Regions from separate parts of the Columba livia genome. Here region 2 is linked to region 1. A link is a contact called in public Hi-C data. All regions are on one chromosome and are shown on one strand. Each heading gives the region's core, a stretch centred on a gene start, on an enhancer-like site or on the middle of the called end of the contact. The rest is flanking DNA. Distances are from core to core; before and after follow the strand shown.

What was found. Hi-C and Micro-C count contacts between places; a contact is called where the count stands out from the background.
Region 2: a contact with region 1 is called in a Hi-C map of liver, with 2.4 times the contacts expected there. The contact joins the enhancer-like site here to the promoter of EXD3 in region 1. A contact is called at or near these places in 2 of 2 Hi-C or Micro-C datasets (crop and liver).

The regions. Positions count from the first base shown.
Region 1 is chr19:10,439,287-10,444,704 of bColLiv1.pat.W.v2, reverse strand. EXD3 (exonuclease 3'-5' domain containing 3) reads right to left here and starts at 3,217. Exons shown (of 21, transcript XM_065036172.1): 1 at 2,958-3,217. The coding sequence starts at 3,202. It overlaps NOXA1 (NADPH oxidase activator 1), which reads left to right and starts at 3,873. Exons shown (of 15, transcript XM_065036193.1): 1 at 3,873-4,255. The coding sequence starts at 4,082. It overlaps LOC135575862 (a long non-coding RNA gene), which reads right to left and starts at 957. Exons shown (of 2, transcript XR_010467229.1): 1 at 620-957; 2 at 1-582.
Region 2 is chr19:10,563,991-10,569,460 of bColLiv1.pat.W.v2, reverse strand. It overlaps EXD3 (exonuclease 3'-5' domain containing 3), which reads right to left. Exons shown (of 21, transcript XM_065036172.1): 10 at 4,393-4,466; 11 at 1,677-1,715. Among named protein-coding and RNA genes, the nearest start is that of EXD3, 130 kb to the right of the region's middle. Within about 2 kb of position 2,525, at least 2 of the 3 cell types and tissues checked have an H3K27ac peak away from gene starts, as active enhancers do.

The DNA.
Region 1 (5,418 bases), core at 1,968-4,467:
GCCTTTGGAACACCAAAATGGACAGTGCTACACGAGAGGCAGTTTCACCATTCATAGAAGCACAGACAGATTGAATGATTGATTTTAATTAAAAAGTCACAATTTAGAGTGAGTCAACAGATCCTTTAGTTGACGCCATCATCCAATACCCTTTTATAAAACCTACTACCCAAAAAGCACTCTTGTCCTACTGAAACAATACATTGAGACAAAGAGATCCCCAAATCCCTTTACAAGATTATGGTGAGATAAAAACTCCGCCAGCAGAAAGTCGCAGCATGAGAACTGTGCTCTTGCTGAAGGTGAAAACCTGGTATGATGCTGGAAATCCCTTCCTGACCTCACATCTGGATTGCACCGCAAACACCTTGGGAAGACACAGTAAATGAGGGAGGGGATTGTCCAAATGGGTACGAGACACATGTTTGCACAGCTCAGCGTCTGCTCCCTGTGGCCAAGCTCTGACGATTTAAAGAACAGTGGAGGAGGAAACACGCTACTTTAATCTAACTTTCCCCTGTCAGAACAGCAGAATTCTCCCTTGAAGCAGATGTTCATCCACAAGCACAAGATCACTTAAACCTATCTTAATTTAGAACTACAGCAAGATCACTTAAACCTATCTTAATTTAGAACTACAGCCCTTTAAGCAAGTTTAAAAACTCCTGCTATTTCTGCAGCCAAGCAGACTGAGCAGTACAGCATCCCAGAAGGCGACTCACTGATAATCCCCCTGATTTCCCCCAAACCACAAGGGCAAACTTGCACCAGCAAGTTGCCCAAGGTTCCAGGTTTAAGCCTATCTTCAAAATTGTTATTGTTTCAGCTTAGGAGCTCCAAATAATGGCAAACCTTTAACATCTCCTGTAAACTATTCCTATAATTAACCTCCATCACTGCTAGGAAATTGTGTCATATTTAAAAGAATTTGTGTAGCTTTGACTTCCAGTTACCGGATCTCACTATGTCTTTGTTGGAAAGACTGAAATGTTCAGCTATCAGATAACTTTCCCATCGGCATGGATTTCCACAGAGCGGCTGAGTCACTTCTTAACCCTCTTCTCTTGGATGTGCCTGAATAAACCGAGTCCATTAGTCCATTATGTGGCTTGTTTTCCAGAACCAGAGCATTTTTGTGGCCTCCTCTGGACTCCTGGGTATTTTCATATCTTACTTGACAGCTACTGTAAGTGGAGATTATGTTCTAGGAGTCTGTTCTAACAATACCATGAACATGAGGCCCTTTAAAAAATAAAAGAAAAAAAAAGCAACAAAAATCACAGTGTTAGGGATTGGAAGTGACCTCGAAAGATCATCTAGTCAAATCACAATTGAAATAAACTCTTCCCACACCAGCAAAGTTCAAATTGTGTCACTGATGCAACGAAATCCTCCGGGTCACTCTCTGCCACCTCTGTGGTTGTGTTGTGAACCTGTCATGGTTTCTAGATGTAATGTTGCCTTTTTCATTATATTAAGATCCTTCTCCCGCTTGGAGCCGTCTAACCAGGAAGGTCAGACCAGGCTACAGCAGTAACACCTTGCCATTGATCATCTCACCTGTCTGTCTTCAGTAAACTTTACAGCAAAGGTATAAACCTGCTTTTGGAAAATTTAAGCCAGTATTAGTATTTGAACAAAGAACTGGTAAGTGGAGGAGCTGACTGGAAACAGCCCAGTCATTTATGTCTTCTAATTAACAACAAAGATGCAGGATTTGTTCCTAAGCTCATTCTTAAACTTCGCCTCGCTGCCCTACGGCATCACCTTTGTTCATTAAATTGCCAGGTCACACTAGAGTCAAATTCCTCAGAGTTTCAAGTATGTGGTTCAAACAATATCAAAACCGACTTAACCAGACCTTGAAGTCCCCTCCAGAAGGAACACCGGGGGCGGGGGAATCTCCTCTTCGAGGGTATGTTGTTAAGTCCTTGATCTCCACACTCATTGCATTTGTAGTATCTAATTACAGAGTTTTACAAGCTTGTTTTATTTTATTCCTGCTATTAATATCAGGTTAACTTGCTTTTTTTGTTTTGATAAAACACATTTCATCTTCCCACACATGTGAACAATATCTGTGGTACTTCCAAACCCAGTGAATCTTTTCCCCCCATTTTCAAAGCATTTAAAGTCAGTGGTGGGGAGCTCAACCAACTCCTTTAAAACTAAGCTGTCTGAAAACACACCGATTCTACCGTTCCTGTAACAGGCCGGCCGTACATTCCTTTGGCTTCCAGTGATACTTCGTTATTAATTCACCCCAATTACCTGTAAGCCATATAATTACGTACGGTGGCTACACAAAACCTGTAAAGTAAGTAATTACTTGTAATTATGAACCTGCGGCCCGCACTCACTGTCCGCCTCTTCCCTCCGCTCCCCGGCCCTTCCCCGGGCTCCCGCCGCTCCGCCCCCGCCTCCCGCAGGTCCCGGGGCCGCTCCGCCCGCAGGCGCCCGGGCCCGGCCGGTGTCCGCTCCGCAGGGGCCGCTCAGGAGCGAGACGCGGGCGGGGATCGGCCCGGCCCGCCGGCTCCGCCCGCCTCAGGGGCCGCACAGCCCGGGCTGAGGCGCCGCCCGGAGCTGCCGCCCGCAGCCCTACCGTAGATACCGGCAACACCGGCGGGTGCGCTCCCCGCTACCGTACTGGCGCCCCGCGCCAGCTCCGCCGGGAGGCGCCACCCAGGGACGCCGAGACACTTCGTAGTTTTATTTCGGCTGCGAAGCGCGTTACACCCGGAGCGGCCCCGCTGCCCCCGCCCGCCCCGCTCCCCTCGGGCTTCCCAGGCTCAAGGTCCGCTGCGCTGCGCCGGGCTCCTCCAGACGGGCCCGGGCACAGCTTCCCCCCCCGAGGCTGCGCCAGGAACCGGGCCCCGCCGCGGCCCTGCGCCCCGCGGAGCCGGAGCCGCAGCCCGGCCCGGAGCTGCCCGGTGCGCCCGCCGGCTGCTGCCACTCACCTGGCACCAACCCGGAAGCAGCAACGGGAACTCCGGAGTCCTCCTTTTAAAATCTTCCCCGGCGCGCCAACGCCTCTGCTCCGCGCGACAAACCCGACCGGGTCCGGAATCCCTTGTGCGCAGCCGCGCGCCCCGCCGGACCGCTTTTGCGACGGCACCGACGCACAGCGCCTGCAGGGGGCGGTGTCGCCCGCGGCAACGCAGCGAGCCCCGAGCTTACCGTATTTACCAGAGCGCGGCGGCATCCTTATGCCTACCGTACTTACTGTAGTTAACACGAACACCTGTAGGGCCGCGAAAATAACTATTACATTTAAAACCCACCCAAAACAGCATTATGTGTCCTTGTGGCCAAGAAGGCAAATGGCACCTGCAGTGCATCAGGTAGAGTGTGAGCAGCAGGTCGAGAGCGGATTATCTTCCCTCTGCTCTGCCCCGGTGAGGCCCCATCTGCAGTTCTGTGTCCAGGTCTGGGCTCCCCAGTTGAAGAAGGACAAGGAATCACTGGAGAGAGTCCAGCGGAGGGACACAAAGATGCTGAGGGGTCTGGAACATCTTCCTGATGAGGAGACACTGAGAGAGCTGGGGCTGTTCAGCTGGAGAAGAGAAGCTGAGAGGGATCTGATCAATGGGATCAGTATCTCAGGGTGGGTGTCAGAGGATGGAGCAGACTCTGTTCAGTGGTGCCCAACGCCAGGGTGAGGGGCAACGGGCACAGACTGAAACACAGGAGGCTCCATCTGAACATGAGCAGAAACTTGTTTGCTGGGAGGTGCCAGAGCCTGGCCCAGGCTGCCCAGAGCGGGTGTGGAGTCTCCTGCTCTGAGACATTCAAACCCCCTGGACCCACCTGTGTGATCTGCTCTGTGACCCTGCGTGAGCAGGTGGGGCTGGGGATCTGCAGAGGTCCCAACCAGGCTGCGCCAGGGCCTTTCTGCTGGTGGCCTTTCAGTCGCCGTTCACCGCCAGCGGCCCAGCCACTCACCCCGCGGTGCTGCCCTGCGCGGCTGAGGACGGAGGGGCGGGGGGAGGCAGCGGCGCTTCCTCCTCCGCCCGCTCCCCGCCCCGGGGCCGCGCCCGCCGGCAGGTGAGCCCGGCGGGAGGCCCAGCCGGGTCCGCGGGCCATGGCGTACCGGGAGCTGGTGAGGCGCTGGCACCAGGGCGTGCTGGCGGCCGACGGCGGGGACTGGGACGGCGCCCTGGAGATCTTCGGCGGGATCCCGGAGCCGCCGGCCCGCATCTGCTTCAACATGGGCTGCGTGCAGCTGCTGGCGGGGCGGCCCGGGGAGGCGCTGCGGGTGAGCGGGGTCGAGCGGGGCGAACCGCAGGGCGGGCCGGGGGGGACGCTGGGGCGGGCGGCACCGCTTGGCCATTTCGGGTTTTGAGGGAATAATGGCTGAAACTAATAATGCTGAAATTGTTGCCCTGAGGGTGGTGAGAGCCTGGCCCAGGTTGGCCAGAGAGGTGGTGGATGAACCATCCCTGGAGACATCCCAGGCCAGGCTGGACGGGGCTCTGAGCAACCTGAGCTGGTGAAGATGTCCCTGCTCATGGCAGGGGGGCACTGGGGAGCTGGGAAGGTCCCTTCAACCCAAACTGTTCTGTGATGCTACGAAACTCTCATTAAAATCCAGAGTTTCTTGTCCTGCACATCCCACTAAAAGCACAGATGCGGGCGGTGATGGATGCAAATGGAGCCCTGCAGCCCCATGTGCCCATCCACAGTCCTGCTCCAGCGGTCGAGGCTGCCAGAAAGCAACATCTGTGCTGGGAACCCTTTGGAACCGGGGAGCAGGTGCAGGCAGACAAACACCCTGAGGGAAGGCCTTTATCTTACAGCACCCAGCATGTCTGCACATCTGGCTGGCCAGCTGTCAGCTGCCCAGCGAGGAGATGCATTTAAGCTGTTTATTAATTAGCAGTAAGCAGAAATCAGGCTGTACTGGAGGGGCCGGGAAGAGCCACGGAGCCTTGGGCAGGGCCGTTACAGAATCACCGAACCCCAGCCTGGCTGGGTTGCAGGGACCTCTGTAGATCCCCAGCCCAGCCCTGCTCACGCAGGGTCACAGAGCAGATCACACAGGTGGCTCCAGGGGGTTGGAATGTCTCAGAGCAGGAGACTCCACACCCGCTCTGGGCAGCCTGGGCCAGGCTCTTGCACCTCATAGCAGTTTCTCCTCATGTTTAGATGAGCTTATATTGCTATAAGGGACAACAATGAGCAGAGCACAATGGTGCCCAACAGAGACTTTTTAGCTCTGATGAATGGGCACGACTGGGAAGAAGCTCAGCTATGCTTCACACAGGTCAACGGTTGGTTGTTCATTTTTTCTCTCTTATAGCACATTAAAGCAGACAACACAAGGTTTGCTGTTGGAGCCATGGGAGAAGCAGCTGCCACCTCACCAAGAGGTGCAGTCACTCCCTGACCTCCTGCAACATATTTTCACCCGTGCAATGC
Region 2 (5,470 bases), core at 1,276-3,775, 130 kb before region 1:
GCACATGCAGATGTTTCAGCTTCCTCCAGATGCACAGGTACAGATTCCGATCGCTTTAAAGTGCTGCCAAGGACAGCGATCACTGATAGCGCAGGGGCAGGACGGAGAACAGGCAAGTTTAAGCACTACTCGAGTGATAAGCTCATAGTTGTCAAAAATATATTAAGTTGGCAGCACACAGAAAATACGAAGTTTGGAAAACTCCGGGAAAGCAAAGACGACCTTCTGCCACAGTCCATCATCCATCGGTGTAGTTCTCTTACCAGGCACAAAACAAGCACTTTTCTGAGAGCATCTATTCCCAAGGCTCCTCTTTCCACAAGTGACCGACACGACCTGCAACTGTGTTAAATGGAGGTTCTTCTCCCTATCACACCAGCAGAAACCCCTGCACTGCACACACCAAAGTACATCCAGAAGGTGTGAGGAAGATGTTTCATGGCTAATCACACCTCCGGTCTTGATCCAGCGAGGCACTAAGTAAGATTCATGCTGGCCTTTAAGCTTGTGAGAAGCAAAGGGAACCCTGAAAAGGTCTTTCACTGGAGAGAATCACTGAGATCAAGAGGCAAGAGCCCTTCCCGTCCTCGCAGAGCCCGGCCTCCTGCATCGCTGTGATCAACTACCATACATGGAGAAGCTGAATATTCACCATTGGAAACACCTAGTTGGCTTAACAGTTGCCACAAAGCGATGCTGGGCATTTTATCAATGATCTCTGTCTTAAAACCCACATCCTCGTGCCTTTGAATTGCTCTTTTTCCTGATGGCCCATGAAAGAGAGAAGGAACAACTTGAGCCATTTTGCTGGTGTGCACAGACAGCGCCCGCGATCTCCAGCACAGGAGATGACCAGTCATCGGACCGGCCCGCCACCGCCCCGAGGCCCTCGCCGACCCTTCCAATGGGTTTGCAAAGGCAGCTCATGATCCCAGACCCGTAATAGCTGCAGAATTCAAACCGAGAGGAGTTACAGAAACCTCACTTTGCAGTTACCTCACCATGAGGCTGCAAATCCATAGGGACACCGTGGACACATAAATCATCACTAATGGTTTGTCACCGTGGAATTTTGTGGCCTTCCATTGTCACATATCTATTTATTGTAGTACCAGGCCACAACATGGTTCCCATGAACTCTCCTGTTTATACACCAAGAACAAAAACCCTTGTTGCGCTTCTCCCTGTGTTATTAAAATTACTTGTGTCCTACAGCACAAGATACAGAAGTCATAATATGTAACAGTCACCTAATAAACCTGCTGAAAATGATCAGAGCATGCAGACAGAATCTAACATTTGTCCTGATTTACTCCCACCCTGTTTGTGGCCTGAAGAGAACTCCTTTTTTCCTCCCTCCTTGTAATGTAGCCGCATAAATGTTTGTAGGGTTCACTTACAAATCAGTGTATGAAAGTAAAGGAACATACCTCATAATCTTATCTAAATGCTCCAACCAAACTAGAGCATTTTTAAAGGCATAACAGGAATTTAAAGATAAACTTTTGTCCTTGCTTTTCGCTGCATGTACAATTTTGCTGTGTGCTTATAAAGTTATGAGGAAGTGCAAAACGGTAATAGTGGGATGACAATATCCAGAGCTGCATATTCTGAGCATCTTAAAATAACCTCCAAGTAAATAACCCTGAGAAAATGGGAGAGGGAAATCCACTCACCTGAACATGATCTGTCCAGTTCTCCTGAGTCATGGTTTTCTGAAAAGAAAAAATCACTTCTGAGGGGTCTGAGACAAGGGAGAACGTTCCGTACAGCGAGCTGAAACTCAACACGCCACCTTACACACCAGCACCGGCTGAGGAATGCGCTCTGGAGCACAGGGGAACCCTCTGCTTGTCGTGTGTCACCAGCCGGGCACGGCAGAGAAACACGGCTGGAATGAAGTAATTCAGACAACTGTGAGACTACAGCACGTAACACAAAAAAATAATCCACACGCAATCAAAGCACGCAGGCAATGGGCCCCTACCCAGCAGTGGCCTGGACTCTCGTTATTAGCCACAGCTGGGTCCTGGGCTCATTTGCAGGAAACTAATCACGTTCACAAGGCTGTGCAAGTGCAGCAGCTTTTCTGGCTGGCTCAAAGCTGAGCTGGTGCTCTCGCAATGCAGACACCGCTGAGCAAAGCTGGAACAGGCCATGGGCTGGGGGAATGCACGGCTGTGGCCTCTGCCGGTCCCTCAGGAGATGTGCAGTAAGTCCACCCAACAGCTCGCCCCATGGAGAGCCGCCCCCAGAGGTCCCCGCCGAGGAAGCGCTCGCAGGGACTATCTGCAAGGCTGAGCCTTCAGAGTAGAAAAAGATAAACTTTTTGCAACAGCCAAGTCATGAAAAATCCTCTGGAACCATGAGGTCTGGGAAAGGAAACTGATCAGTTACTATCCCCGTTCCAGTGGAGTTTGAGCCAGCCTTGGGGAGACACTCGGGCTGGGACCCGCTCTCCACTCGGCCAAGCACACGGGTTCCATGAGACCCACTGGCCACCGAGGCCTCTCCCCACTCCTGGCAAAGGTACCAGTGATTATTAGTGCCACTTTTATGGTGAGGTACAGGAGCAAACAGGGAGTAAGAGCCTCAAGGAAAACTTCTTTGAGATATACAAGCATGTAATTTAAATACTAGCGAGATAAAGGAGCCATTTAGCCAGACCTCATACACAGCTGAGAACGGTAAACAGAGAACACCAAAGAGCTCTCGGAAGGGACTGTGTCCAGAAACAGCTGCCAAATGTACCTTAACGCAAGTAACTGGCCAGCTTGGATACTTTAAATCAAGCAAATACTCCAAAACAAAGGAAATGGAAGGCCAGAAAGAGCAGAACACCAGATCAAGAATCCATTCCAGTCTGCTAAATAAATACACCTGGAGAATCGCTTTCTGCTCTCCCCGAGCTGACCGCGCTCTCCAGAATGATGTCAGCCCGCGGTGAGGCTGAGACGCAGGACGCTGGGTGCTGGGTGCTCCCATGTCTGCCGGCAGGATGCGGCAGCGGCAGAGCCCAGGGGGGCTGGGGAGCAGAACCACAGCGGTCCCGTCAGATCCCCACCGCTCAGCCCCTCTTCCCATTCTGAGGACGTGGGGGTGGGGATCAGAAAAACCACACGCGTCTGCCTTCTGCTGTCAGGACATCAAACGAATCCTCTTCTGAGCAAAAGCACAGGCGCTTCTGGAGGAGGTGTCTCATTTCCTGGAGACTGGCTCTCTGAAGACGGGATCAATGGCAGCGTATGGAGGAATGTCTGAACAACCTGTTGGGCTGTGTCAAAGCTGTGTTAAAAAAGGAGAAAGTCTCCTGTGAAGTGCAGATGAAAGAGCACTCCGTGTTTGGCAAATATAGCTTGACAATTCAAAATTCAAGAAATGGAAACGTTTTGCAATGATTTTCAGCCTCTTGTGGTCCCTGTGCTTCACAGTCCAGTTGATACACCTGGATAAAACATGTGCTAACTGTTTTATTCCAGAAGAGGCAGAACAAAACTTACTCTCAGCTGACAGAATCTGTCTCCAGGTACAGGATAATGATAGATGCCGGACCATCAAGAGAACCACCCAAACTGCCTTGTGAACAAGAAGAGAACTGTGCTGCCCAATGCAGGGTGCTCCAGAGCACCCAAAGGGCAGGGACTTGGCTCCGTACACTCATGAGAGGGGACAAGAAACCGTCGTCACGTCATTCCGCAGACAGTCAGCCTCCTAGAGACCTGCTCCTTAGAAAGAATTAATGTCACCTTCCTACTTCTGCAAACCCTCAGTGCCAGGACAAGTACCGGCGTATTTAGACAGAGAACCTGGAGGCTGGATAAGAGTAAAGTTAGTTCAAGGAGAGGTTCAGGAGCTGAAAGGATGAATACTAGGACTGTGCTAAGCGTTAACGAGGCTGCTAGCACAAAAAAGCTTCTGCGGCAGGTTTGGGCCATCCCCATCACAGCCAGGCCACGAGAACCAAACAGAGCACCTGCAAAGAACTCAGCAACACGGACTGCTTCAAACTGATGTTAAGGAAAAAACAACCACACAATACCCCCAAGAAACCCAAACACAGCAAAAGAGTCTTTAGCCAGTACGCTCCTGCTAATTTGAGATGGTTGAGGGCAAGCGGAGGTGTGGAGAGCGCAGCCTGAGCCACCGTGTGCGCCCGTCACCGCGGGGGACGCCGAGGGGAACGAGCACCGAGCAACCGTTCATCAGAACATGAACGGACACACAGGCTACTCGCTCACAGATGAAACAGGCCCAGTGGCAGATCAGATGCATTTCTATGCGATAATAATAACAACGACTTGCTCATCTACTATCAATACATCTAAATCATATAAGTGATGTTATTCAAAATGCAAAATAAACACCCATGCCACACACAAAACAGAAACGTACCTCAACAAACCTCTTGTAGAAGAGATAATTCAGAGTTCTCAAGTGCCGCTGATTTACGACATTAGGGCAGAGAGCTAAAAGAAGGAAAGAGACATTTAAGTACACAGCATCGCTGAACTTCCTTCGAGTTTCACTGTCTAGACATGACATTTTTCCTTCCCCAGTTTCAGCCTACGGAAGGCAGGATGCCATCGCCCTGGGAACAATGACAGGCAGACACGCACGTTGTCAGCTTATCTCAACAATAAACTGCTATTTACACTTTCAACCATGATTAGCAATGCTAATCCTTGGCTGCTGATATCTCTGGTTGTGCCACCCCTGAACGATAAGATCCTCTTGCTGGTTCACTACGCTCCACAATCAATGACTTCACACCTTTCATCAGGCAGCATCCTCACACGGCACCACCTCCAGTCTCCAGAGGCTGCCGCGTTCTTTTCCATTTAATTGGAACCTGTGCTGTTAATTCTTTGAAGCAGCTTTGAACATGTTACTCAGGACATAAACTTGTGGCTAATGTTTATCCGATAACACATATATCCATGAAAGAGACTCTATATCCACACAAAGAGGGTGGTGACTATTGTTTTGCTGAGCTAGCAAACAACAGTTGTTGTTATTATTATTATTACTGCCATCTTTATTAGATACGCCTTGTTACAACTGCAAAAAACAAGATCTTCACACCGTGCCTTGTTTTGAAATCCAGTGCAACAAGAGATAAACGCAGAAGATAAAATCCATGAAGCAGGATTAGCATAGGTATGTGTCAGTTCTTGCTGGATGCCGGTGCAGGGATTTCCCCAGCGCCTCCAGCGGGGTTGCAGTGACCAGCCCCATCGCACGGGGGGGCAGAGGGAGCAGGACCAGCTATGGGAAAGGGGAATAGGAACCAGGGAGGGGAAAATTCTCTGCAGCCTCCCTTGAATCAGGGCAACCAGGACACACTCAAAGGGCCCCCAAGTTCCACACTCTCCTGCCCACACGCGGCACATCTGGGGATCAAGAACTGCAAGAAAGAAGGAAGACAGATGAATGGCAGAGCTTGGAATCCGAGGGACACGAACAGAGGTCC